4 separate regions of the Mus musculus genome follow, and regions 2, 3 and 4 are each linked to region 1. The links are chromatin contacts, called in public ChIA-PET, Hi-C and HiChIP or PLAC-seq maps. All regions are on one chromosome and are shown on one strand. The core of a region is the stretch at or near the end of the contact, and the rest is flanking DNA. Distances in the headings are between cores, read along the strand shown.

Region 1 (7,098 bases), core at 3,210-5,709:
AATAGGGGGCATATACTTCACTATCTTCAAAAGCAAAAAAAATTTTTTAATTACGGAAAACTGTTTAGCAGCATTTTTTTTCCTTAACAAAAGCTTCAAAACTGTAACAAAGAGATTTAAGGTAGCCAGGACAGTATTTAAAAATTCTTAGTGTTCGGCATGCACTTTTAATGCATTCCTTTCCTAACTGATTTGGAAGAACTTAGCATTTTAAAGCAAAACTTGGTTCATGTTTTAATTTGTTATATATCTCATCAACAACGTTTACATGGTGTCTGGCAATTCACAAAGAAATTTCACAAGTACTGCCTAATACGATATTACTGGGAAAAAAAAAAACAAAAACAAAAACAAAAATCCACAATACTACACCTACAAATTAAAAGCAGGTCTACCAAATTCTATGTGTTTCTAAGTTTTCAAAACTTTGACACAAAACTTTACAAACAATAACAGCAGTTTACTTGACTCACAATCAATTCATCTAACACTGAGAATTTCAAAGGACTCTACTATAGATGCCATGAAAATGTTAAAGTAGCTACTTCCCTCTTTATACAGTCATCATTAAAAGTTGCTAATGGACACACCAACAAAGATTTATACCAACAGGTATAACTGTCCTTCAAGTTTGTTTATTTTTCTTGAGACAAGGTCTTACAGCATAGACCAGACTGCCACTGAGTCTCGGAGTACTCCTTCCTAAACTTACTAGGATTATGGGCCAAGTACTGGAATTGCAGAGCACTCCACTTAATTTCATTTGTAATTCAAAAATCACAGCCTTTGAGGGTCAACTGAAATATAGCAAGTGTATCGATAAAGTTGAAAGCCTACGAAGGCATCTAGATTAAAACCATTGTCCATAGATTCAGAGAGAGCAAGAAAGATCCAAGAAACCCCGCCCCAAACAATATCCCCTTTTCCAAAAATGTCTGTCTACCTTATTTCTATTTTATGTTTACAAGGATGTACCTTATTTCTATTAGTACATTCACATCATGCCACTTATTTTTGTTTATTGCAACTTCAAAGAATTTTTTCAAATTATGTTTAATACTCCACTTATCAATACCAAACTAGCTCTCCTTTGAAGGAAAATAATCCTAACAGCACCCTATTTCTAACCCAGCATCCACAATGACCTTATTCTGCACAGTAGCATAGGCAGGTACAAAGCAGATTTCAAATAGCAAAGGTGACTTATTAATAGTATTTTAAAACAGACTTACTCAAAATCTTCCTGGAACGTTACTCCTGTTGCTTAGCTGAGCTAAGAGAACTTCAATAAGAAGAGAACTTCAAAAAGACCCTCAAAATTAAGTGATCCCCTTTAACTTGTTGTAGCACCTCCTGCTGGATAGTGCTAGAGATCTTCTTGTAAACAGAAGAGTGTTTCTGAAGCAGCTCCTTCCAGATAATTGAAGAGGAAAAAGGGTGGGCCATTGAAAACCAAAGGACACGGTGTCCCATCCATCACTTTTTATCCCTTTACAACAAGGTACGGCCCAGGCAGGTGTCTTCGCAATGTATTATTCTTCCAGCTCCATAAGGATTTGCGTGCGTCCAAAGTGTGACCACCATAAACCTTTGTGAGCTGTCCAAAAACTTAAGTTAAAAATGGCTCCAATAGTACATAAGGAAAAAAAAAAAAACTTTCTATAATAGGCAACCCAGCAATGTCAGTCAAAATGTACATATTGAGTTTCCAAAATCAAAAGTCTCAAGAAAGAGAAAAGCCCTGAAATAGTTTGAACATGTTAGTCAAATGTGTGTGTGGTGAGGATTTCCTGCACTGTTGCTACGTCCTTCCCTCAAGGATAGCTGTACACATATGAAGTGCTGAGTACTGAAATTCTTAATAAACATGAGCATTACCACATTCAAAAAATTCCTCTTTGCCACTAAAACATGCCCTGAGATTTTAAAATGTATTCTTAGACATTTAAAATGGCCCTCGGTAAGCTAATGTTAAGCTCACAACAGATTCCATATATAAGTGAAGACAGAAGAAAATAGCAAGGAACTTACCGAAATTAAAATAAGTAACAGTATTCCCAGGGAAAAATCAGTAATTCTTTCCTACAAGGCTGTAAACCAAGTAGATGGTAAAACTTTGAGGGGGTGGGGGGGGGCTAACCTTCAAAGACCAATAGAAATGCTGACCTATTTATTTCTACTGCCCAAATGTGAGCAAACATGAAATGTAAACAAGCATCATAAATACTTTTCTGAAAAGTGGCCCTCCACTTCTTAGCCTCAATATCAGCCTCCTGAGCAGGCCTGCCTTCAGTAAAACTACAGATGATGGTGACGGCCTCTCTAAAAGGTGATACCCACCCTCTCCGTGCCCCCAAAGAGCCACCAGAAAGAATGCCTGCCAAAAGGCTCCCTGGAGTACAGGACAACTTTAAAGAAAAAAGGGAGGAAAAACAACAACCAAAAACCTTCAACCAGCCCAAATGAATCTGATTCTAACACTCAGCTATCAATTATTAATAAATAAATGCCCTTCCCTCTCTAACTTCCTCAGCTCAAGACTCTACATTCCTGATTATCTACCATTAAGAAAAAGCATAACGAGCATCCCAGCCATGGGATAAAATCTTAGAAGTCCAAAAACACAGCCATAAAGTTCACTGTCAAGGCCAGTGCTGAGGCCCACACATGCCGAGACCTTAAAATCACATTTGTGATTCTAGAAATCCATACTCCCGGAAACATCATTTAAAAACAACACAATGTGGACGTGCAGAGGGAGATCCTCTACTTCAAGACCTAAACAAAGAATATTTCAACATATGACCGGAATATGATGACACCGAATTCACCCACGAAAACAAAACCTGTCTACCACTAGCCGTCGTACCCTCATCTCAACAACTCAACTACTTAGAAATCACTCCCGGCACATCTACACCCCACAATCGGCATGTGGCCTCCTCCCGGGGTGCAAGCCACAAGACAAAGTTGAAAGGAGACCTCTCTCGCCCGGTGCCCCAGTGTCCACATCAAACCCCTCCCCTGCCAGGGCCACCTTGCAGCTACCCACCATTGCGAGCGTGGTCAAGGGAGGAAGAGGAGGTAGGAAAAAAAAGAGAGCGAGCGAAGAGAGAGAGAGAAAGAAATCCTAACAGCACCGCTCAGCAGAATAAAGAGAGCAGAGAGAGGATGACGAGAAGTGTTGGGAACTGCGTGCACCGCGGGGCTGGACCAAACGGAAAGAGTCCCACTCCGCGCGCCCCTCCCCCCGCGGCCCGGGGGGGAGGGGCGGCCGCGGCCCCTCTCTGAGGGGCCTGCGAGTCCCCGGCCCGCGCGGGGTCCCGGGGCGGCCGGCCGGCGGCGACGGCGGGAGGGCCGCCCCAGGGTGAGGGGTGCAGGCGGACTCCTCGGAATAACAAGTTGCAGAAGAAGAAGAATAAGCGGAATTTCCCCAACGCTGCTCCGGCCACCCAAGACAAATGCACCAACACACACTCACTCACACACACTCGGGCCCGGCAGCGTCAGCAGCCGCAGCTTTTTTTTTTTTTTTTTAAACCAGATCTCTCAGTCACCAAACAAGATGGTTTTCCCAAAAAAATATTTTTTAAAATTAAATAACCATAATAAAAACTTCCCCCCGACAGCATCCCAGGGGGTGGGGGTGGGGAAGGGGCCCAGGCGGCCATCCCCTGGCCGCAGGCACTCGCGGGGGGCGGCCTCGGCCCGCGCCCCCCGCCCCTGCGGCCCCCCAGCCCGACCCCCCACGGGGACTCTGTGTCGCCCCCTCGCCGCCACCCCCGACGCGCCGCCCCTGTCACCCGCTCTGGCCCTGTACTCAGCGCCCAGGCTCCCGAGGCTGCTCATAAACTTACTTCCAATCTATCCTAGGGAGGGGTGGAGGGCAGAGGGGAGGAAGGGGGGAGACGAGGTATTCCCATTGTCTTTTTTTTTTTCCTGGAGGGGGGGGGGAGAGGAATAGGAAAAGGGCACGCAGGGGGGCGCCCCGAAGGGGAAGTTATTGCTGAAATCTCAAGTTGACTGAGGGGTCCTGACAAGAACACCCCCTTTCCCTCCTCCCTCCCACACACCCCTCCCCTCCCCCTACCTCCCCCCCACAACAAACTCCAAGCAAGCAGCCCCTGCTCCTTCCCAGAGACAAACACCAGAGACAAGACAGAGGGAGAGAGGGAGGGGGGGAAGGGGGAGGGAGGAGAAATAGAGCTACTCAAGAAAAAAAGAGAGAGAGAGAGAGAGAGAGAGAGAGTGAGGAAAAGAGAGAATGGAAAAAGCTGGGATACTGCACCCTCCTGCTGCTGGCTGGCTGTCCCCCCTGGCAGCTGGAGGCAGGAACTCTGAGCAGGAGAAGCAGGAGGAGGAGGAGGAGGGAACTCTTCTTCATGGGGAGGGAGGGAAGAGGCTGGAGCTGCCGCTGCTGCTTCTGCTGCTGCTGCTCTGGGCCTCTCGCACTTTTTAGATATTAGTGTGTTAAGATGGTAGGTTGTTCCCTTCTCCCTCCTCCTCCTCCTCTCCTCTCTCTCACTCACTCACACTCTCTCTCTTTCTCTCTCTCTCTCTCTCTCTCTCTCTCTGGGCTGTTTCTTTCCTCCTCTTCCCCAGGCAAGGGGGGGTGGGGAGGAGGGGGTGGGGGGGAGGAACTGGAGCCTCCTCCTCCTCCAGGAGAGACACACACAGGCCCCGGGCCGGAATGGGGAGGGAGGAATCAGAGCAGCAGGAGAGAAACTGTGGGAGACAAACAAGCCCAACTCTTCATCCTCCTCCTCCTCCTCTCAGCAGCAGCAGCGAGCACCACCAGCCCATTCACCACCCGGCCCCGGGCCGCAGCACCTCCGCCGCCTCAGCCCGGGGATCCCTCCGCCCAGGCCCAGACACACTCGCCCGCGCGGGAGCCCGCCGCGCGGCCCCGCCGGCCCGCCGCCGCCGCCGTGCGCGCCCCCGCCGCTCCCGAGAGCCGGGCGAGAGGGACTGGAGCTGGGGAAGCGGGGACGAGGGAAGAGCGGGCGGGCGGGCGGGGGGCCGGGCGGAGCTGGACCGCGACGGTCCCGGGCCGCCCCGCGCCCCTGCGTGCGAGCCCGTCGCTCGCGGGAGGCGCCGGGGACCCCCACGGGGGCACGGGGCGGCGGCGGGGGCCCGCGGCGGCGCTCGGGCGGGCGGACTACTTGACGTGTCGGTGCGGCGAATTTATTTCACTTTGCCTAAGGAACGGGGTGTGCTGCGGCACCCATTGCCTAGGGAAAAAACCCGGATGTAAAGTGAGTGAAACTAAACTAGAGTGAAGTAGGGCAGCAGCAGCCAAACTCCGGTGCAGCGGCGGCGGCGGCGCTGGGGCCGAGCGGCCGCCAAACTCCCGGCCCGCCGCCGCGTCGCAGCCCCGGCCAGGCCCGAGCCCCGGTCCCCTCCCGCCGTTGAGAGCTGCTGGGGGGCTCCCGAGCAACCCCAACTCCCTCCAGTGCAACAGCAGTTTGCAGGGGTGGGGGTGGAAAGGAGGCAGGAGCGAGGAGGAAGCACTGCAATGGGGGAGCGAGTGGTCCAGGCAACAGGAGAAGATGCAAGCTCAAGTCGAATGCAACATGCAATCCCCGGCCACCCCGCCCCCTTTGCAAATAACTACCCTTGAACCACTTTATTAGCCGTGCCGAGTCCCACTCTAGCTCCGGGGAGGGGCGGGGGACGGGGTCCTTCGCTCACCTTTATTTATTGCTGCTTTCTGCCCCCCTCTCCATGTTTTTTATTCCTAAGTTCTTTTGTTCTAAGGGGGATGATGGCATTTACTTTTCTGCTTTGTGTAGCAGGGCAATCACTGGGAATCGGCCACGTATAATCCGGCGGTTTGTCATATTTTATTAGTGAAAGTATTTTATGCCTAGTCCACCTCCAAGGACTGTAACATGGAGAACTGCAGGGGCGGGGGTTGGGGGGGACGACATCAGAAGAATTCTTGTTTTCAGAGATTTCTTGGCTGAGCGGGGAGGGCCTTTTTTTTTTTTTTTTAATCATTGAGGAGGTTCATTTAAATTATTAAATCGATAGTTTTCAACTTGAAGCTTAATGCTCTTGCACGGGTGAATTGTTGGGTTATAAAATAACCCCCAACCACAATTTTTTTTAAAAGTAAAAAAAAAAAAAAAATCTTAGCTCTTAAAAAAAAAAATCCCATCTGGACAGTGATCTCTGTTCTGAGCTGCACGCTGGACTTAACGTAGTGTTAGCCTTCCTATGTTAAATAACAATAAACCTCAACCTCAACGGAATACAAATGGGGGCTGGGGGTGGTTTTGTTTTTAAGGCTCAGCACTTTTGTAGCATCTGCCACTACGCATTTTCCAGGCATTGATTAACCATGCAACTCCCATAGGCATGAAGTCCAGTTTTTGCAGATAAAGAGCAACAGTAGTAAGATGATTTGCCCAAAGTCAAAGGGAGTCGCTGGCAAGACCAGGGAGAGCCTTAGACTTGATTTGTTACTAGTCACGTCTTTTCCATTAAATAATATTTTCTCCAGGAAATAGTATTTAAAAATAAGCGCACAGTCTTTATCTTACCAGAGGGGCTTTGAGATCACTGGATATGAAGAGGTTTTCTTCTGTGAACTGCAAATTTTAAATTTAGCTTCTCAAGAGAAGGCATTTTTTTTTAAATTCTGATTTCTTAAAAGTAAAAAAAGTGAACTTTATTTTCGTGTATAGGCCATTTAGTAGTAGTTTTAGGTTAAAAAGAATTCACAGCAGAAAGTGTAAGAGTTTGAGAGTAAAACCTGAAAGTCCCTATTAATGATTCAGGAAGCCTGGATGAACTCATACTATGAAATAGCTCAACCTGTACGGCAGTGAGGATAAATAACAGGAGGAGAGTTGGCGCTAAGATTTCAGCACTAGGGGTAACCGATGTATTTAAGATGGGCACGGGGCTCAAACTGTAGTAGTGCACCATTGTAACAGTAATCTAAGGTGTCATTTCAAATCATTCCAAGATGGCAACATTGTTTTTTTCCAGAGGAAAGTGGCCTTAGTGTTCTTTTTGGGAGGAAAAAAAAAGTGTGTATGCACTGGGAGGTTAGAGAGTAGTCATGTTCAACTTGGGTGTAGATGTGTAAGT
Region 2 (7,098 bases), core at 2,787-5,286, 90 kb after region 1:
TGCACCACACAGCAAAGTCTTCTAACATTCCAGAAGAGAAGATGGTCTTCTCAATGTCGTCAGATACTAATAAGGGTGGGGGTTGGGTACAGGACACACAGGGAACCAGGAGAGGTTGGCCAGCTCCTAAAAGCCCTCTAACATACACTGCAGTTTCTCGTTAGCATCTCAGTTCTGGAAACAGCAGATAAACTGTGTTTGGTACAGAGAAAAACAAGAATGATTCATGCTAGGATGAGTGCAAAATAATAAAGCCACAGGTGAGGCCCTGCAATCCTGGAGACAAGCTAAGGCAGCTGCCTGCCTGCCTGCCTGCCTGCCTGCCTGCCTGCCTGCCTGCCTGCCTGCCTGCCTGCCGTGCTGTTGGTTTCCCTGAGGCTCCGTGCACGCTGCCAGACTCCGGCTGAAGCATCCCTAGTATTTATTGGTTTGTTTGTTTTATGTGCACATATGTGTATGCATTAGCATGAGTTTATGGATATCACATGCATGCATATACCTGAGGAGGCCAGGAGAAGAAGGTACCGGACTCCCAGGAACTGGAGTCACAGATAGCTGTGCACTGCCTCATGTGGGAGCTGGGAACGAAACCGGGGTCCTCTGCAAGAGCAACAAGTGCCCAGAACTGCTGAGCCACGTCTCCAGTTATTCCTGTCATTCTTGAGCCCCTACTGCACCCACAGACATGCAAGATGAAACACCTCTGTTTTCTCTGTTTGCTAAAATAAAAGTGCTTTGGTACTGTATCCATTCTACAGATGGGAAAAGTAAGGTTTAGACAAGGGAGACATTAGAAAATGAGGCTGGCGAGATAGCTCAGTGGTTAAGAGCGCTGACTGCTCTTCCGAAGGTCCCGAGTTCAAATCCCAGCAACCACATGGTGGCTCACAACCATCCGTAACGAAATCTGATACCCTCTTCTGGAGTGTCTGAAGACAGCAACAGTGTATTTACATATAATAAATAAATAAATCCTTAAAAAAAATGAGTCTCAAATCTGGGCTAGGCCCAGGCTGTGTTCTTCCTTACCCATGTACTGTGTTCCATGTTACAATAGCCTCACCTTTGTATTGCTCAGGACAGTTGGCTTCCCGTGAGCTCTTCCACATGCCAAGCCCTGGCATTTCACAACTAGCGATCAGAAGCATCAAACACTTTACAAACAAGGAAATGAAGGTCTGGATCTAGAAAACTAAAGAACATCACTAGCCACCCCTTAGTTGCTGTGTTAAGATACAAACGTAGCAGTATGGGCCTGGGTCCCCGGATCCAACAACAGCATGCATTGCTAGCAATAACTCCAGGGGCTTTACCAGAGGGGCTGAGGGTGTAACTCAGCTGCCTAGCAGGCACCTGCTGTTGTGTTCAATCCCAGCATGGAAGAAATTGGATACAGTGGCACACCCAGAAGTTGGAAGGTCAGAGGGTCAAAAATTCAAGGTCAGACTCAGCTTCGTAATGAATTTGAGGCCATTCTGTGATATGTCCTATCTCAAAAAAGTAAAAAAAAAGTGCGAGTTGTGTATGTGTGTGTATGTGTGTATATGTGTGTATGTGTGTGCGTGTGTGTGTGTGTGTGTGTGTGTGTGTGTGTGTGTATCAAAGAAAACCTCCAGCCATTGTGGCTCACATCTGTCACCTCAGCATTTAGGAATCTGGGAAAGATAAGGAATTTGAGGACATCCTGAACTACATTATGAGTTCAAAGCTAGTGTGGACTACATAGCGAGATCTTGTCTCAAAAAGAAAAGAAATAAGAAGAAGAATTCATAATCCTTCCTTCTTTTCTGAGATTACCGATTGCTATGGCTTATATTAGAAATGTCCTAGAGGCAGATGGACCTCTGTGAGTTCGAGGCCAGCCTGGTCTACAGAGTGAGTTCTGGGACAGCCATGGCTACACAGAGAAACCCTATCTCAACAACAACAACAACTAATAATAATAATAATAATAATAATAATAATAATAATAATAATAGACTCCAACATTAGAAGTGTCCCTGCAGGTCCCCAGGTGGAGCTGCTTCAAGGGACTGTGGAATGCTTTGGATGAGTGACTCAGTGGACAGAGGGGCCGTCCAGGTCATGAGTTTCCTTCCTTGTCCCTGGTGTTCTGCTCCCTTCTTTTTATTCACTCTTATGTCGGGGTGCAGCCTACATTCAATGTGGCTCTTCCCTCCTCAGCCAATTCTCTCTGGAAATGCCTGCACAGACATACCCACAGGTGTGTCCCTTAGTGAGTCTAAAACCAGTCCACTTGGCAGCAGAGAGCAGAGAGCTGGGTTGGCTAGCAGAGAGCTGTAGCCTGGTCCCCTTTTCTGGGCTCATTTCTCTGCCTCCTGACTCACCGAGATGTACAGGCTCCCCACAATGAGTCACTCAGCCGCCATGCCTCCCCACTACAATGGCCGCCCCACTATGATTACTGCTTTGGTGAGTAACACTTTCATGTTTTCCCTATACAGGTGTATACATAAGACTTTTATTTTTAATAAAATAAGATCATATCATAGTTGCTTTCAACTTATCTTTCCCACTCTCTCCCTTAATAATATGCTGTCAACATGTTTCTGCTTTGATTATTTTCTACAGAAGTGACTGTTTTACTCTCTTGGGTCATGTACCTATTTGAGAATCCCAAAGAATCTTCCTTCCAGAAATACACACACTCCCACACAATTATGCACATGATTTCAGAGATTCCAGGAGCCCTAGACCCTGGCTGAGAGCCTTGATATGACAATACCATTCTAACGTCTCCATGACATCCACCACAGAAGGATGCTGCATAAGTTCTCAGGTCAGCTTTAATCAGCCCCACTGATCAGACATTCCTGGGGTTTTTTAATTGCTATAATCAATGCTGAGGTTAATATTCCTATGGATAAGTCTTTAAGTTTAGCCCAGGTTATTTCCTTGGGATCAATTCCAAAAGTGTGGTTATTTTTAAGACATTTGATTGTGGTGCTTTCTTTTGCCTTATTTATTTTATTATTTTTTATGTATGAGTGTCTTGCCTGCATAGATGTAGTACCACATATGTACATGATGCTCCCAGGGGTCAGATCCTGTTAAACTGTACTTACAGATGCTTGTGAGCCACCATGTGGGTACTGGGAGACCAACCAGGATCCCCTGGAAGAACAGCAGTCACTCCAAAGCGCTGAGCCATCTCTTCAGCCCCGGTTTTGTGCCCTTTTAATACTGGCTCAGAACTTTTCTTTCTCTTTTTGCTGTCTTGAAGACAGTGATTTCTCTGACTCCAAGGTCTGAGTTGGGACTGTCAGCTTTCTCTGTTCAACACAAATCCAGAGAGAGAGAGAGAGAGAGAGAGAGAGAGAGAGAGAGATGCTAAGTTCTTGCTTAATTTTGTAGTAGGTTGGAGAGAGCACACCATGGCATACCGTGGCACCTATATGAGGTCCCAAGGAACCTAGCAGAACACAGTTCTTTCTTTTTACCAGATCTGGTAGTAAGTACCCTTACCCACTGAGTCACTCTCCATCCCCTATGACCTTTCTTTGAAGAAGATCTCTTTGTTCTGGTTAAAAAAAAATCACAGGGTGTTTAAAAAACAAACAAACAAAACACCAAACAAACAAAAAACCCACTTTTACTGATTTTCCTGTTTAAATTGTAAAATTTTTGTACCCAAAGCAACCTGAAGCTCCTTTCACCATGGTGATGCTGTAATTTGGTTGTTCCTTCCCTCCTGTTTTAAACAATCAAATAAAATGTTCTGGCTATAGGAATAAAAAATTTAAGTTCAATATAAGATCTCCACAGTGAAGTTTATAAGGAGAAACGTGCACATAACGACAAATGTTTGTTGAACTACGCTGCAAGATCAGGACACACAGCCTGGAGGGAAAAGGATGCCATGTGCACGTTTAACTACTAAAGCTTTTATTAACTGTGGCAGTGTTAAATACAACCGGCACTAACGAGGGGGAGGGTGACCTGAATACATCACGATAGGGAACTCCAAGTGAACTCTACTGAAGTCTTGAAATAGAGTCCAAGGACTTTCCTGGTAACAATGTAACCTTTCCAGTTTTGTTTGGCATAGGCAAATACTTCATGCAATAATCTCATCCTCCGCAAGCCTATGAAGAGGTTGTGCTGGGGAACCGAGTTTCCTGATAGGATTTAAAAGTCGGGAAGAAGTTGGGTGTGGTGGGTACACCCTTAATCCCAGCTCTCAGGAGATAGAAGCAAAGGGATTTCTGTGAGTTTGAAGCCAGGTTGGTCTACATAGCACATTCCAAGCCAGCCATGATACACACTAAGATCTTGTCTAAAAGAAATGTGATAGGGTGTGGTTGAAAGAGATGTCCCTTGTGAGTCTCTGGCATTTAGTACTTGGTCCCCGGTTGGTTGCTATTTGGGAAGAGTTAGGAGGTGAGCCTTGTTGGAGGTGATGTGTCACTCAGGGCGGGCTTAAAGTTTCAAAAGTCTCTGACTGGCCTCAACTAGGTCTCTGCTTCCTGTTCATGGGTTGAGATGTGAGTTCCCGGGTTAGGGATAGGGTTAGGGTTAGGGTTAGGGTTAGGGTTAGGGTTAGGGTTAGGGATAGGGTTAGGGTTAGGGTTAGGGATAGGGTTAGGGTTAGGGTTAGGGATAGGGTTAGGGTTAGGGATAGGGTTAGGGTTAGGGTTAGGGATAGGGTTAGGGTTAGGGATAGGGTTAGGGTTAGGGTTAGGGTTACAGTTAAGCTTAATATAACTTTTTTTTCCAAGTTTACTTTTAATGATGGTTCTTAAAACTATGCAATGTAAGGCAGATCAATACATGTGTCTACTTTAACAAAACATTCCTTCACATGTTTGCCCCAGCAAAATACCATCCAACCCAACTGACTTTCCAGAGAACACATACGTTTTCACTTCGGGTTAGGGTTAGGTTTAGGGTGGCTACTGTTCCGATGGGATGGCTGGCTGCCTGCCTGCCTGCCTGCTATTGGGCTTCCCACCATGGAAACAATGGCCTCCTGTCCCTCTGGAACTGTAATCCTCAAATGAACTCTTTCTTCTATAAGAGTGGCCTTGGTCATGGTGTTTTAGGAAAATGAAAGAAAAGGAACTAAGACATATTAAAAGATATTGATAAGTTATTACTATTTGAGTTGACCATGTAGCTCAAAGCAAATATGAGGTAGTGGGCTCAGTTTTTGTTGTTGTTCTCATTCTCTCTCTCTCTCTCTCTCTCTCTCTCTCTCTCTCTCTCTCTCTCTCTCTCTCTCCTTGAGACAGGGTCTCTCTGTAGCTCTGGTTCTCATGAAATTTGATATATAGACCAGATTGGCCTCAAACTCACAACGATTCTCCTGCTTCAGCCTCTCTGGAATTAAAAGCATGGCCCACTAACCTATATTTACTCTTCATTTCGTCATGCATGCAGAAAAGATTTTATTGTTTTTTAAATTCAGCTTAAGTGGTGTGTGTGTGTGTGTGTGTGTGTGTGTGTGTGTGTGTGTGTGTATTCATTCTCATGCATGTCTAAATTATAGGTCAAAACCAGGTGTCTTCTTCTATACTAGACAAGGGTCTCTCGCTGAACCTGGAACTCACTGACTGGTTTGGCTAAACTGATTGGCTAGCAAGCCCTAGGGATGCTCCTGTCTCCATCTCCCCAAGGCTGAGATGATAGGTTTGCCACCTCACCTATGTCAGAAGGGACGGTGGGGGGGGGGGAAGGAAGGGGAAAAGGAAGGAAGGAAGGAAGGAAATTAAGGGAACTGCTAATATTACTATAACTGTATGGAGATAGCTATATTTATTTATTTAGAGTTAAGACTGAGCTGTCTAATCTAGACCAAGAAATCAAGATCCTGCTGCCTCAGCCTCCCAAGTGCTGGAATTATAGGCATAGCATTACCTATACCACTAGACCTTCCCTCTCTCTCTCTTTTTGTAAATTGCACACTGGAATTAATAATTGGATAAATAACATCTACAATGAGCCCTGTGCAAAGGGGTTATTAAGCATTTGAGTAAAGACTGTACTAAGAGCTTTGTATACACACCAGCTTAGAAACATCAGCTTGCTAGGGTTGGGTCCTCAAATCCAGAGTAGGGGTAGCAAGGAGTTGAAGAAAGGCTAGGAACACAAGGCACAGATACACGATAACACTGGAACCAGGTGGGGGTCTGCTACTTGCCTACTGAGCCTCTGCATGCTTACTATGCACAGCACAGGGAAGGGTTAGCTAGTCTAATGTCCCACAGGGAAGGTGAGCGGTATCAGGCCGTGATCACCTGGGAGGTGTAAGCTGCAGTTGCTAGTCTTTGAGTGCACTGGTCATCCACTCCCACTGGGACTCCCAAGGAAAGCTTTGCCACCCCTCCTGAGCCTTGCTGGGGTAAAGCTTTGCCACTCCATGCCTATATCAACAGTACACATTCACAAGGGGTTTCCTCTGTTCCACACACACACCTCTGTGGCAAGGAGCCATCAGCCCCGTTTTACAGACTCATGAGCTGAGGCTAAGAGTTAACCATGCCTGTTCTGCGTTTCTGGATATCTGCTTCAGAGAGTCCCCTCTCTCAGTGGATATGGCCATGATGAAAGCAACCATCAAGGAGCCCTGGTCAGGGGGTGGGGAGGAGTAGAAAGAGCTCAAGGTAGTCCCTCCGCTCTGGAGGCAGAGATCTTAGCTCAGGCAACAGTCGTTGTCTGTTTCACGTAACTCAAGAATGTTGACCAGAAAGCAAACCCACACTCACAGCCAGCTAGCAGGTGACAGGGGAGGCTATGAACCGGATGTCAAGGTCAGTCCCACACACTGATTCTCTGATGCCGGGAATAAGTGGTCAAGCTCGGGCAGCCTCCAAGGCTTCCCTGTCCCTTCTGTGCCTTCATGTCTCTCTGGCCATGGCAGGTATCAAGTCATCATTGCAGTCATGGATCTACGCCTCCACTTGGGGAACCCAGTACCAAATTCAGTGATCTCCTTAATCCTCACTCCAAGACTTACAATCGGTCTGCATAAACCGGAAACACTGAATCTGGGGTGGTGCTCAGTCAGGAACCGACTTGCCCCACAGCACAGGACCTGAGGTTCGATCCCCGGTATCTACACTTAAAGAATATGGCCAT
Region 3 (7,098 bases), core at 3,373-5,872, 89 kb before region 1:
TGAGAAGCTTTCTTCCCAGAAATCAGTGCTGAGGACACACACACCTCTTAGAGGATCATTCCTATCTTCTCCATCCTCCTTCTGGCATGTAATTCACACGGGGAAGATAACAGGCAAAGTCGACAATATTTTGCTTTCCTATTTGTTTTAAGTATATTAAGAAGTATTTTTTGGCAGCCACAGAAATATCACTCCCTAGCCAACATCCAACATCCAACCTTCATGGTGCCGAGATAAAGTGGTATCAGTTAACTACAATTTCACAACAATCTAATAACACAAACAGGTTAACATTTACTACAGTTGGGGTGATGTAATAGATGGTAAGCTAACAAAAAGTCTGAACCAGAAGGAGCTTGGACATATTTTTTAAAGATGGATTTGAAGGATATACTACAAAAAACAATTGTTCCAAAACTTCATTTGTATTCTTAAAAAAAAAAAAAAACTTTAAAAAAAGGTGGTCTGGTTATGGACTTGTACACCTAATTACAGTGCCCATGGAGGCCAAGAGGGTGTTGGAGTCCCTAAAGCTAGAATTACAGGCCATTGTGAGGCACCCAGTAAAGGTGTTGGAGTTTGAATTGGGATCCTTTGCAAGAGCTCTCGATGCTCAGCTGTTTCTCCAGCCCCTGCATTCTTACTCATCCACCCAAACTTCAATTTCCCAGGATTTATCTGGCGTCAGGATGCAACATCATTTCAATTTTTAAGAATATACACAGTGATCCCTCTTGGTTCTTCTGGAATAATCTCACATTAATTCCTATGAAAATAAAGCACATTGTGCATCAAAATATGAACACTGGTGAACTTGCAGGCAATTTTTGCCTTGGTAACTTGGCAGAGGACTTTACAATAAATATACATTGCTTTATAATTAAAATAACATTATATCTACTGCATTTTTGGAAAAAAATTTCTTCCTCTAAGGCTTCCCAATTCAGCTGTAATTCTCATCTTGCTGTCTATGTGGAAGGGTTTCTTTCCATTTTAAAAGCTTGTTCTCCGAGGTGTTTACCTTTTCTTTTGCTTTAACATGTCTTTCTATACCCAGGAAGAACTACATGAGCCCAAAGAGAACAGATATCAGACCTTCAACCCTGGAGGTTAATTGAACCTGGAGGCTAATTGAACCCAAATCTCATACCCATATACTCATGGTTTATTCACCTATTTTTCCGTTTTAAGACACGGTATAGCATGTGAATGTCCTAGCTGTCATGACAGTGAGGAGTTAAGGGCTTGACTGGAGAAGTCAATGATGATGTCCTATTTCTGCACTTGGCAGCTGTGGATGCTCTTTAGCTACTTGACACTACTTGCTATGGATTTTCATCAGGTCTAACAATTACTCAACGGAGATTTTCCTCACATCAAAGATCCTGCCAAACAACATTCTGCTCTTTCCTACAGCCACAACTAAGTGACCATTCTGAAAACAGCTTAGTGATTACCTTATGTTTCCTTTTGAGTTTAAGATTCAAATACTTCTTTGCTGTACTCATCCTTACATTTTTCTTAAACATAATCTAAAAAGCTAGCAATACAATCCACATCACCTCCAACAGCATACAATAACAAATGGCCACTGGGGTCTTTTTAGTTAAGAACTACTCCAAGTTTCCTCCCCCTCTGCTGTTTTGTAGTTAATAAAAAATAACAAAAGACAAGAAGAACATTAAGAATGGGAGAAAGATGAAGGTAAAATACTTTTTATTTCTGAAGGTATTTCAAAGGCTTATTCTTTGTATGGTGTTTATAACTTGATTTTATAATTATATCCACATGGAAATGCATTCTTAAGATAGAAAGGTAAAAAGATACCCTTTGAAAAAAGGAAGCCCTGACACACCCAGCTAACAGAGCAAAGTGTTGTGCTTTGCAGCTTTAGACAGAGCCAACTGCTGACTGTATCTGAACTCCATCTCCTTTAAGACTTTCAAAACTACAGCAGGCTTAAAATCCCGCCCCTCTGTAGACAACTCAGTGGAGACTATGACCAAGGTACATTTTTAGCTTTTATTTTCCAATTTCTTGAGTGAGTGTCAAAACAAGGACATTTTCTCTATGAGCTGTTACTCTGATCAAAAATGCTTCCTTTAGCCGGTAGTGGTGGCGCTCGCCTTTAATCCCAGCAGTTGGGAGGCAGAGGCAGGCAGATTTCTGAGTACAAGGCCAGCCTGGTCTACAAAGTGAGTTCCAGGACAGCCAGAGATACACAGAGAAACCCTGTCTGGAAAAAACAAATAAATAAAAATGCTTCCTTTATTGTATTCGGACATGTCATTGTCTTTTCTTAATCTAGATGAATATTTTCATCTAGGGCTTTTTCGCTGAACATGTGGAGACCAGCCTGGTCTACAAAGTGAGTTCCAGGATAGTCAGGGCTACACAGAGAAACCCTGTCTCAAAAAAAAAAAAAAAAAAAAAAAACACCTGATTTCATACTAGCATCTGTACAAAGAATTTAAATACATAATAAGAAGTGTTCTTTCTTAGCCTGAGATGTAGAAATACTTTTCCTTATTCTACTTTTTTAAAGCTTTCTGTATGATGCTGACGACCATGCTGGGCACACATATGCCACCCTGTGCAGGTAGGGGTCAGAGAGCTCTATGGATTCTTTTCTCCCACCGTTATGTGGGTTTCAGGGATCGAACTCAGATCGTACGACTTAAAAAGCAAGTGCCTTTACCTGCTGAGCCTCATTAACTGATTTTTTTTGAAAATACAAATTTTACTGTGTACATTTCATGTACAAGATATAAAACACATGTATACAGTAAAATGGTTACTGTAGTAACAGATATGAACACGTCCATCATTTACCTTACCAGCCAACCTTCCAACACAGCAGTAATCTACTTATATCAAGCTATCCTGAATGCAAGACACTCCTATTAACTATAATGCTCACTGTTAACCTCATTCTACATATTTGCTCCTTTGTACATTTCTCCAGTCACTTTTAAAAAAATTTTTTATTGCTATATATTATCATTAGTCTACTCTCTGAATGTACCTAAAAATAATTTTTAAACAGCCTTGAATGTAAAACCAGAAACATAAATTTAATATTTTCAAACAATTGTATCATAAATAACAAAATCAATTTTCACTAAAAATATAGTGGCACAAGTCTTTAATCCAAGCATTTGGAGGATTTCTGTAAATCCAGTCTAGCCTGGTATACATAGCAAGTTCTAGGACAGCCAGAACTACATACACCTTCCCCCCCAATCAAAAAGTGATGAAATATTTTATGTTCTCATTCAACTATTTTTAAATCTTTTTAAGATCACATTTTAAAGAACTTGAATATTTTTTTCTTCCATACAATAGAGGGAAAAATAGGGGAGGGGAAGATAGGAGGAGAAAGGGATGAAGGGAGAGGAGAGGAATGAGAGGAGGAAGGAGGGAGGAGTGAGAAGGGAGAGGGAGAGATTCTAAGAACAACTTGTACTCTGGGCAAGATGTGAAGGAAATGGGGGTAACTGATCAGAGAGAATCCTGACACACCTGTATTTTCTCTCAGGTCAGTAACTGACACAGCAAACAAGATAGAACCATGAAGAACTCCAGTGCCAGAGTTCTCGGAGGACTAGCATGTCAGGCAGTACTGAGCACCTAGCGCACAGTCTATCAGGGAGCACATGAGCTCAAACCTGCAGAATTATTTCTTCCTGTCATGTGGCCATTTCAATCAATGCCTGATCCTGAGTTTTGTTCTGCAATACATCCATTCCAAACTCTCCTCAGCAAGTCTTTTGCCTCCTGCCTGTGTCAGAAACATGTTTTCTTAGTTCCCAACTGCAGTAATAACTGAAGCTACCCATCTTTCTTTGTTGTTGTTGTTGTTTTTTAATACTTTTTATTAGGTATTTTCCTCATTTACATTTCCAATGCTATCCCAAAAGTCCCCCATACCCTCCCACCCACTCCCCTACCCACCCACTCCCACATTTTGGCCCTGGCGTTCCCCTGTACTGGGGCATAAAAAGTTTGCAAGTCCAATGGGCCTCTCTTTCCAGTGATGGCCGACTAGGCCTCTTTTGATACATATGAGCTAGAGTCAAGAGCTCTGGGGTACTGGTTAGTTCATAATGTTGTTCCACCTATAGGGTTACAGATCCCTTTAGCTCCTTGGCTACCCATCTTTCACAGGCCTGCCAAGTTCATAATCAAGAAACCACAGTTTGGACTGATATGTCACTTCCTTGGCTAAAACAGACAGACAGACAGACAGACAGACAGACAGACAGATAGACAGACTGACTCAGAGCTGCAAGCGTAAGAGAAGGCTAGTGGGAACTATACTCTTTAGGAGAGAAAAGCAGCACAGACGTACTCTGTCTAAAGCAGACACATGTGGAAGACGAAAGGCTGTGTGTTTCCTCCACTGTTTGGGTCTCAGGCTCTCTTCAGATTAATAGGTATGGAGGCAGGTCAAATCCAGAGCACCTGGCTGGGACTCTTTTCCTCTGGTTTTAACTCTGAGACCAAACACTGTTCAGAAAAGTACTCAGTAATTTTTTCTCTTCCAGAGACTTTATTATTAGCACTCTATTCAAAGTGAAAGTATCCCTGAATACTCAGAAGCGACTCTCACTCAGAATGAGACATGAATGCCTGATTAAAGCTAGCAGCAGGTTTGAGGTCTAGATTGTAATAGGGTCACATAGCTACCCAATTTCCCCAAATGCACAGCTTTTTGTTCGTTTCTACACCAAAATAAAGACAATAGTTTTATTTGCTGATTGCCAAATCAGTCAAAACCTGATCGTAAATGCTGGTTTAAAGAAAAATGTTTGGGCATAGAGGAACAGCTCAGCGTCTGAACACTCCACACTGTGCATGGGAGCCTGGGTTCAGTCTCAAAACTCAGATGAAAAAGGTTGGGAACTGTGCCAATCTCTAGCCGTTTCTCAAACATGGACTGGCTGGCACTGGGGTCTAACTTAGTAAGTCTAGAGCAGTGGTTCTCACCCTTCCTCATGCTGCAACCCTTCACTACAATGCATGCTGTGGTGACCTGCAGCCATAACACTATTTCATTGCTACTTCGTACCTCTAACTTTGCTAGTTATGAATCAAAATGTAAATATCAGATATGCAGGATATCTGGTAAGTGACCCCAAAGGTCTCGACCCACAGGTTGAGATCCACTGGAATAGAACACCATCCATTATCCTTAGGATAACTGCAGCTGCATAAAATGAGCATCTCACAGAAAAACAGAAATGTATTTTCATTTAAATCTTTTCTTTTGGTGCAGAGGACTGAAGTTAGGGCCTTGCATATACCAAACATTCATGATCAGAGTAAACAACACTCCCAACCCAAAACTAAAGACAAAAACACTGAAATCAATTTAAAATGTAGATTTCTATTAGCCAAAGGGCTGCACAGTCTTATCATCTGTGGGCATTGCTGCTCTCCAAGTACACGAACTGTTCACAGAGACAGGACTGCTCAACACAGCACCTGCTTTGTAGCACAGCTGGCCTCGAGCTCTCAAGCTTCTGGGCTTAAGTCACCTAAGCACTGGGATCAGTGCCAAGCCACACCACCACATCTTCACATTTTTAACAAGTTTCACAGGCAAAAAGAAATCCACTTCATTATCATTATTCTTTGATTAGTGAAACTGAATATCAACTATATACTGAGCATTAATGACATGTGTCATCTATCTATCTGCAAGCCACTTCTCTCCAGTTGTATCGTTCTCTGGCTTGTAAGAAAACTACTTCTGAATTTTTCACTCATTTTAATTTACGACTTTACTACATATGTACCTGCAAACTGTAACTGTGTGTGTGTGTTGTTATGGATTGAACCTAGGGCCTCACAACCTCATACATTAGCCAAGTTCTCATTTCAACTACACAGGTCCCAATTATATTTTAATAGCTTTTAAGTATCCTTCTGTAATTTTAATTTTCCTCCAGTATTGCAAAATTCCCCATGATGATTAACAAATCTGTAGTTCATTCATTTTTCTTTTGTAACTGTAGTATATCATTTTACTCTAAAAATATACCACAATTTATTTGTCAAAAGATGCTCGGATTGATTCTGTTTCAGCTATTATGAAAAAGTCCACTGTAAACAAGTCCCTCTGTGCATCACTAAGGGCACCTCTAGAGCTACCCTGTCCAGTACAGTATCTGTTAGCCACATGTGGCTATTGAACATGGAAATGCGGCTATAGAAAATGAGACATGCTACAGGTAGAAAATACAAACACCAGGTTAAAAGACTTTGTAAAGAAAAAAATGTAAAACAGCTCACAGGAGACTTACAATGTTGATCATATGTTGAAGTATTTTAGATTCCAGAATTTAAATTAAGTATTTAGATTTAAAATTACAGCGAAATAGTACATTTTATAAAATATGTAGTTAAAACTGATGATCATAACTTAAAATGACTCCTACCTATTTTCTTGTTGTAACGCAGCAACTAGAAAAGACTACTTTACATTTGCAGCCACACTGGACAATGATGCTCTAGAATAAGACACATAGGTGCACATTTCAGATTTGCTACAAAATACAAATGCTGCTCCCCATGTGGCAAACCAGCCACTAGTACACAGGATTCTCAACTCCATATCAATAATTATTGTTGATATTATGTATATTTACTTTGCCCATGTGGTAAAACAATATCTCATGGTTTTACATGTATATGTATATTAAATATATATGTGTGTGTATATATGTGCGTGTGTATATCACTGTGGCATGAAGAACTGAACCTGGAACACTGCACATGCTGGGCGAGTAGCTTATCACTAAGCTACATCCCAGACTTCTATTAATGTTTTTTTTTTTTTTAAACAGGGGCTTATTATGTAGTACTGGCTGGCCTGGAACTCAATGTATAGTGCAGGTTGGCTCGAAACTCACAGAGATCCACCTGCCTCTGCTTCCTGGGTGCTGGGATTAAGGGCATGTGCCACTATACCAGCTACTGGGTCCTGTTATATTTTTTTGAGACAAAGTTTCAACAATCTGTCCAAGCTGGCTCTGAATTCAATCTGTGCACTGCCAAGACTTTGAACTTGTCGTCCTCCTGTCAGTTTCCCGC
Region 4 (7,098 bases), core at 2,574-5,073, 72 kb before region 1:
GTTCACACACACACACACACACACAATCAGTGAGCAGTAACAGCAGCAGCAATCCAGGTCTGCCTAACTATACACAAAACAACACCAATGGCAGCGGGGCCCTCTCTCCTCTGGGTCAACACACCAACAAGGCTAACATACAACTCTGTTCTGGAGTAGAGAAGTCAAACAAGATGTAGCCATAGCAAAAGAGAAAACCGAAAACACCCAACAGCAACAACAAACCCTGCAAAGCCACCTCATTAAGAGACGTAGAAAGTCAGAGCCCCATGCTTCCCAGTGTTTCCCTGCTTTCTTGTGGCCATGAAAAGCTTCTTCTAGGCAGTGTCACAGAGGTCCTTCTCAACCCAAGTCTCTCAGATACATCCTGTCAAAAGGCCTGGTAAAGGCAGGGAGCCACTCCTGATGGAAAACAAACTTTCTACATGTAAACACTGGGTGATGCTGCATGGCTTGGAAGTCGCTCTTCGCTGTGTGGCACGTGTCTGACAAATGAGAACCATCTCCATTCAGTAGGCTCCTTTCCTAGCTATACAGCAGGACACACAATTGGCATTGCTTCTCAGAATCAATGTAAGGGTTCAAGTTGCATTTAGGGGTTCTGAACTGCTGTGCAGCCTGGATCAAGGATGGCACAGCCAGGTCAAAACAAAGAGCTTTACTCTCAATAGAGTTAAGTCCACCTAGTGGCACTATTCTAGCCTTTTTTCATGTTTAACAGTAACAAACCCATGGAAATAAATGTAACTGGCCAAACAAATACTACTAGGGACAAATAAATGCACAACTGGTACAGCAGAGAGGCAGCCTGAGACAGAGCTTCAGGCAAGCTAGTTACTCCACTCCAGCTCCTCGGACATCAGTTCCCATACAGCATGGAGAGATGAGGGCTGATCTGATGCTGTCAGGACAGTGGCTCTGCTCCTCGGGGAACAGGGACATAAGTGGTTATTATTAATCCTGCTAAGGTTGTGCAGTCAAAAAGCATAAAACAGGAGAAACAACATTCCTTTGTGGTTTACTGTGAAGCACTTGTCCAGTCAGGCAGAAGTTTGAACTGTCTTTTAGCAGTCTTTATGTATGATCCCAAGACAGGGAATGCCCCCAACATCCATTTTTACATAAACAAACCAGGAGAAGGAGAAAATTACTTTAAAAGTGAAAACACCATTATCTCCATTTCCAGATAAGGAAAGCAAATCAGAGACCAAAAGTGACTTTTTTTTTTATTTCTATTAAAGAAGTAAAAACAGTTAAGGCTAATCAATCCGAGAGGCATCCCAGGTCACTGACATGCCACAGGAGGGCACTGACTAGTGTGCACGAAGCCTGAGAGTGAATCCTTGTCCCACCATTTGGCTGTACAGTCCTGTAAAGCCATTTGTTCTTATGTGGATCAGTTTCATCTGCAGAGTGGGGTCTGATCAGGATCAAGCCAGATAAAGCAATGAAAACTGAAAACAGTGGCACACCAAACAAGTAAGTGATGTCTGTCACAAACTTGGCATTCTTGAGATGTGGCTTCTAACACTGCTACTTTAAGAAAACATTCAGTATCTTCATCAAGATGTAAATGAAATGTTTAACAGCTCTATGAGATAGTTCAGATGTAATAAATCCACTCATTTGAAGTATACAACTCAATAGCTTCAGACACCTTCACAGAGTGCTGTGATCATAAGCACAGCAAACTTTAGATATTTCATCACCCCAAAAAGAACTGAATGCATCAGCAGAAACTCCTCAAACTCTGAGACCTGCACACTTCCCCTAGCCCATGGGCAACAGTGGTCAATTTCCCATCACTGTCACTATGAATTTGCATATCTAACACATCCAATATAAACAAGACCATTTAATGTACAGCCTTTGTGCCTGATTTCTTCCACTTACCCTAACATTTTCAAGATTCAAGAACACTGTAGCAAGCATTAGCACTTCATTTGTTTGTGTTGCTAAATACCATTGCATTCCTTGGATATACCACATTTTCTTTAACCATTCCTCATTAGATGGAGGTCTTAGTACTTCTGAGCTATCATGAACAATGAAGATATGAACATTCATGTTGGAGCTTTCGCCTGAGCATCTGTTTTCATTTCTCTTGGGTACACACCCAGGAGTGAGACTGCTGAGTCACATGGCAACTCCATGCTTAACATTTTGAGAAACTTGCCAGACTGTTGTCTTTCAAGTGACTGTACCATTTTATATTCCCACCAGCAATGCCTGAGGAGAAGATAATTGAAGGGAGACCATAGAAAGGAAATCCTTAGCTGGATGCCTGTGCAGGGAATAGCTCAAGTAGTTCGGCAGATGACAAGCTATGCCACTGCCGGCTGCATTCCTCACAGCAGGGCGCAGAGCTTCACTTTCAGGGAGGAGAGACAGACTGTTGGGGCATTGGCTTCCTTTTCTCCCTGCTCACTTAGACCCAAGCCTAGACCAAGGTAAGGAAGCAGCTTTCTTTATACACAAAAAATGTGACTTCTGTTTCTGATACAAAGTACTACAGAATTTGCAGAGCCAGAATTTAGAAGTCCTCTATCATTCCTCAAATTCAGATAATAAGCTGTCAAAACCTGCTCTATGAATTCTCCTATGTCGGGTCCTCACCTTTTCAGTTGCACATCAGGCTGAGCCCAGACAGCCTATGCTCAGGACAGGTCAAGTACAGGCTAGCTTCCAGTGTATTCTTGTATAGTGGCTCCTGCAAGCCAAAGAAATGTGTGTGGGGTGGGGTGGGTAGGGGACACGTGGCTTCTAAACGGAAAGGAGCAGAAAACCATGAAGTCAAGCTGAAGAGGGGGGAGAGGAGGGAACAGAGGGGGCATCTCTGCATCTGCTCTTCCCACCTGTCACAGCATTGTCCTTGCTGGCTGCCATACTGCTCACTTGCAAACACAGCAATGAATAGGCACTGTCCTCTTCAGAGGGTTCCTTCCACATTCTATATTATAAACTGTACTACAATGCCAACAGCTTATGAGGACGAGACGTATACACTGGAAAGAGCCACAAATAGCATATACTATTGCCTATATACAATTAATTAGCATTGAGGTCTGCAGGTTCCTTACTAAAAAACAAAAACAAAAAACAAAACTACCCAGCAAACTGCAAAAAGGAACACAATTACAAGATTAAGCATTAAAAAAAAAAGTGACTTGTTTAAATTTTCTAATTTGCCAGACCTGTGATTAACTCAAAGTAAAACCATATTCTATCATATATTTTATGTAGTCACCACATGCTCAATTTGCTGAGGGGCTCGGCTCTTTTGTAATTAAAACAAATATTAAGTTTTTCCCCAAGAAATTTAAGGGCGGCCACTAGGGACTGCCACCGACAAGAAATGTATCACTCGCAGCTTCCGAAAGGAAAGACTCTGGCTGCTGTTTCTCTCCATTGCTCCTCACCACCTTGTCCTCTCCTGGCCACAGGCAAGGCAAAGGGAACAGCCATGCTCTCTACACACAGACTCACACTGCCAGGAGCTTTCCAGTGGCCTTGCTCTCGGCAGGGGAAGAGAAGTCATAGTGACTGAAACCGCTGGGTCTTGTTGAAGAAAAGTGGTTGACTTCCTTTGATCAACAGAGTGGTGTGCTGATCAGTGTGATTTCCTGTTCTGCCGACTGTGAGCGTGTTGGGCAGAGCAGGAGAGCTGGCTTCTGAGCAGCTCACGCAGGGAAGCAAATTCCATAGCTGGAGAACCTTGAGAGCAACAGGAACTAGAAGAGGGTTGGAACTGGAAGCAGACACCTGCATTCTGCCAGCTTGGTACTTACTTATGGCAGGATCTCTGAATGAGTGGGAAGTCCGTGCGTCTACAACTCTACCGTGTCAGCTGCAGTTCTATAGGTGACTATTAAGTACAATGTTCAAGACCAGAGTCCAAGTCCTGAAACTGTAATTTGCAAGTTTTAACTGTCCTGCTCCATTCTGATGAAGGGAAAATGGTATTCTTGAAATTAAAGCTGAAGGAGAAAGAAGCCAGCCACAGGTGGTCTTGCAGTAACACTCGCCCGAGTGCACAGGACTGCACCAGCACACACCCTCTGCTCCGTTCAGCAGGTGAGCAGCCTCTGGGGTAACACGAGTTCATCCCTGGCAAGGTACACAGTTTGTTTTCCCATAGTAAAATGCAAATTTTACCTAAAGTTAAACATAGTGCCTAGTTCCCTGCTTCACTCAGCTTCTGCTGTCTTGGGTCTGTCTCATCAGCAGTCTGTCCTTCCTAGAAAAGCATTGAAAAGTGGCTTTCTAAAAGTACAGCTAGTTTCTGAAGGATTCACACCATACTGAAATGACTTCTTTTCCAAAAGGATTAACTTTATCCTTAAAAGTTTTAATTTGTAATAAAATGTATGATTTCTAACATTAAATCTAATCGTTGTTGTTTTCCAGAGTAAACAGTCAATTGCAATTGAGCAAATTGCTTTGGCAATCCTAGTACCAGAATGAAATGGATTAGGTCAGCAGGTGGCATGTCATTTGACTGCTGCTTGGGGGCCTAAAATACAGTTAGGTCTTTTTTTTTTTCTTTTTTTTTTTTCTTTTAGTTCTGGTGACAGAATGAAAACCAGAGCATTTGACTTCCCTCCTGCCTCCATTCCCACAGCCCTCGCAGGAGTGTGTATAGAAAGTCTCTAAACCCACATTCCACTGTCCAGGCTTCTCGTGCTTCCAGAGACACTCAACTGAACCTGAGACAGTATACTCCCACTCTGCTCTTTAGAGACAGGCTTCTTAGCTACACTAGGAAATTTGGAGTTCTTGTTAATCTGATATATTAAGCTCTGCAGTAGGACTGTCTTTGAAAGAAGAGAATGGTAGTTATGCTTCAACCCAAGGGGGGGGGGTGCTCTCCAACTCACTTCATAGCAGAACATAAGCAGAAAAGACAGAGATTAGATGAAAAACAAATTTTCACCAAGAAACCGAAAGGAATGTGATCAGAGGGGAGAAACACGGCTGGGAAGGGTAAATGAAAGAAAATCTTCCCGCTCAGAAGTCAGGAGTCTAATATGATGTTGGGAACACAGAAAAAAATCTACAAATGGCACTATCAAGTCTACTTCTCCACAACATTGTTTCCAGCTATGAGAAAACTCCAAAGCTAAGGCATTCTCCCAAGTTGCTCCCAGGATAACAATCAATGTAACAGTAAACACCCAAGCCCTGCTTCAGGGGTGGCACATGGCTGAGCATAGCTGATAAAAGAGACTATGGTCCCTAGACCACAGTGAACAAAGTTTGGCTCAAGAATGGACCTGAAAATCCTATCCATGCCTCAGGCTGGCACTTCTAGGGATAGGAAATGTTGGTGGGGAAGAAAACAAAAACAAAAACAAAAACAAACAAACAAACAAACAAAAAAAAAAACAAGTACAAAGCGACAACTGCTAGAGCCAACAAGCTTAGTCTGTGCACTGCCAATGATGCCAAGGAGAGAAGACTGCACATTTCATCCACACCTGAGACCCGCCACATCCTCAAACTGGCTAGCTACATAAGCCAAAGAATTTCTTTTGCTTCAATCATGTTGACTTGAGCTTCTGTTACTAGAAGCAAGAAAGTTCTTGTAATATACCAGCCAAATAACTCAACCTTACTATATCTGGTTCCTGAACCCTGGGCAGAGGACATGTTTGTTTACTTTGCAAACTTCTCAAACTGCTAAGCACTACACAGGAGTCATTCCTACTTTAACTAAACAGAAGGAAGGGATAGAAGGAATAAGATACTAAGGGGCTAAACTGTTCCTTCTCACTAGAACCCATGAAGTAACATAGTTATTTACCAGTTTCTCATCACTGCCCTGGTAGGGCTCTGGAATCGTTATCAAAGCAGCTTACGCCTCACAAACTACCAAGTGCTTCCTTTTCCCTTCCCCTTTCTGTTAGCAAGGCCTTTCTGCCTTCCGGTGTTATTTGCCCAGACAGTATCACCATGCTTACCATAAGGGGTAAGCAACCAGATCACAAAAAGGGAAGCGAGCAATCCCACCTTCAAGAAGCAAGCAGAAAGTGCTCATGTGCACACAAATGCACTAGGGGATGCGTAAGGCAAATTCTCACACCAGGGCAAATCAAGAACAAAAGAAAGCTAGTGCTACACAAGGTAAGACCCTCACTGTGTCTTGTCTGTGTGGCCTGCCTCAAAGTGATGTTATTCTAAGGGCAAAAGTAAACTATTTACATTGTCTCTTTGATCCAAAATTCATAATTAGATAAAATGTATATTCTAGAATTTGGTTTCATGATCTGATAAATAGTTGACTTCACGGAACACAAGATTAGATCTCTCAGAGACACCAGAGTCATAATCTCCTCTGGCATATACACCTGATCTAGAAAGTATCAATACAAGGGAAAATATATACTTAAAGAAAGAGACTACTCTGCAGTCTTCTGAGCGGTGCATGCAGCAAAACATATAAATGTGCAACTGTGTTTCAAAAGAACACCAAAGAAAAGCTATACATGTGTCACACCTTGCAACACCAATAGAAGCAAATGGACATGTCCTTAAGAGTTCTTACTTTGCAGGGTGTGGTAGTGCACACCTGTTATCCCAAAACTCAGGAAACAGAGGCAGAAGGACTGCTGCAAGTTTCAGGTAGACTGGGTTGCATAATGAGAGGAGGAGAGATGAAGAAGGCTCTTTTTCAAGTTGTTGTCGATACCTTTTAACATCAGTTAGTCTTGGCTCACCACATATAGTGACTGCATGTTACTTTTTTTTTCTTTTTTAATTCAAGTAAAAAGAATCCCAATGTTTCACATAAGCCTTGCTTGGGTTTAAAGAAAATAACATATAGACTATATATGTGTATATCTAGGTATCTATCTAGATGTCTATAGACAGATATAAAATATCCTTAGTAAAGCTTCTGAGCCATAAAGAGCTCTCACTGCTGAAAGCTAAAACACTTTGGTTAAAGTTGCAAACTTCTACCTATACGTCAACTTACCTTTGAATGTTTTTTCTCAAAGGAAAAGCTGAAAACCAAAGTATTAATATCATATTAATCCCTGAATTTTATAGTATGTAAAGTTTGTTCTCTAGGAAGATTCCAATAACTCATCAATGACA

Evidence for each region. A called contact is a pair of places that touch in the nucleus more often than the background predicts. ChIA-PET counts read pairs in DNA pulled down with a chosen protein or histone mark. HiChIP or PLAC-seq counts read pairs in DNA pulled down with a chosen protein or histone mark.
Region 2: a contact with region 1 is called in a Hi-C map of Sertoli cells, with 2.3 times the contacts expected there. The contact joins the enhancer-like site here to the promoter of Phf21a in region 1. A contact is called at or near these places in 5 of 484 Hi-C or Micro-C datasets (the Patski cell line, Sertoli cells, bone marrow-derived macrophages and 2 more) and 3 of 115 datasets of contacts at active chromatin or transcription factors (the SCID.adh cell line, embryonic stem cells and neural progenitor cells).
Region 3: an H3K4me3 HiChIP or PLAC-seq map of bone marrow-derived macrophages shows a contact between it and region 1, with 3 times the contacts expected there. The contact joins the enhancer-like site here to the promoter of Phf21a in region 1. A contact is called at or near these places in 2 of 39 promoter capture datasets (Sertoli cells and hippocampal neurons), 3 of 484 Hi-C or Micro-C datasets (LSK cells, cerebral cortex and cortical neurons), 4 of 115 datasets of contacts at active chromatin or transcription factors (the HPC-7 cell line, the SCID.adh cell line, bone marrow-derived macrophages and 1 more) and 3 of 9 other capture datasets (adipose tissue, macrophages and pancreatic islet).
Region 4: an RNA polymerase II ChIA-PET map of memory CD8 T cells shows a contact between it and region 1, with 2,248 read pairs. The contact joins the enhancer-like site here to the promoter of Phf21a in region 1. A contact is called at or near these places in 1 of 39 promoter capture datasets (pre-B cells), 9 of 484 Hi-C or Micro-C datasets (B cells, CD4 T cells, CD8 T cells and 6 more), 9 of 115 datasets of contacts at active chromatin or transcription factors (the HPC-7 cell line, the SCID.adh cell line, bone marrow-derived macrophages and 6 more) and 3 of 9 other capture datasets (adipose tissue, liver and macrophages).

The regions. Positions count from the first base shown.
Region 1 is chr2:92,181,543-92,188,640 of GRCm38.p6, reverse strand. Phf21a (PHD finger protein 21A) reads right to left here and starts at 4,459. Exons shown (of 19, transcript NM_001362829.1): 1 at 4,289-4,459.
Region 2 is chr2:92,091,204-92,098,301 of GRCm38.p6, reverse strand. No RefSeq gene overlaps it. Among named protein-coding and RNA genes, the nearest start is that of Gm31473, 67 kb to the right of the region's middle. Within about 2 kb of position 4,036, at least 9 of the 459 cell types and tissues checked have an H3K27ac peak or open chromatin away from gene starts, as enhancers often do. A contact at or near this core is called in Sertoli cells, where this site is marked.
Region 3 is chr2:92,271,120-92,278,217 of GRCm38.p6, reverse strand. The region is part of intron 6 of Phf21a (PHD finger protein 21A); the gene reads right to left. Among named protein-coding and RNA genes, the nearest start is that of Mir1955, 83 kb to the right of the region's middle. Within about 2 kb of position 4,622, at least 61 of the 459 cell types and tissues checked have an H3K27ac peak or open chromatin away from gene starts, as enhancers often do. A contact at or near this core is called in LSK cells, the SCID.adh cell line, adipose tissue and 4 more, where this site is marked.
Region 4 is chr2:92,252,801-92,259,898 of GRCm38.p6, reverse strand. The region is part of intron 6 of Phf21a (PHD finger protein 21A); the gene reads right to left. Among named protein-coding and RNA genes, the nearest start is that of Mir1955, 64 kb to the right of the region's middle. Within about 2 kb of position 3,823, at least 47 of the 459 cell types and tissues checked have an H3K27ac peak or open chromatin away from gene starts, as enhancers often do. A contact at or near this core is called in CD8 T cells, the SCID.adh cell line, effector CD8 T cells and 2 more, where this site is marked.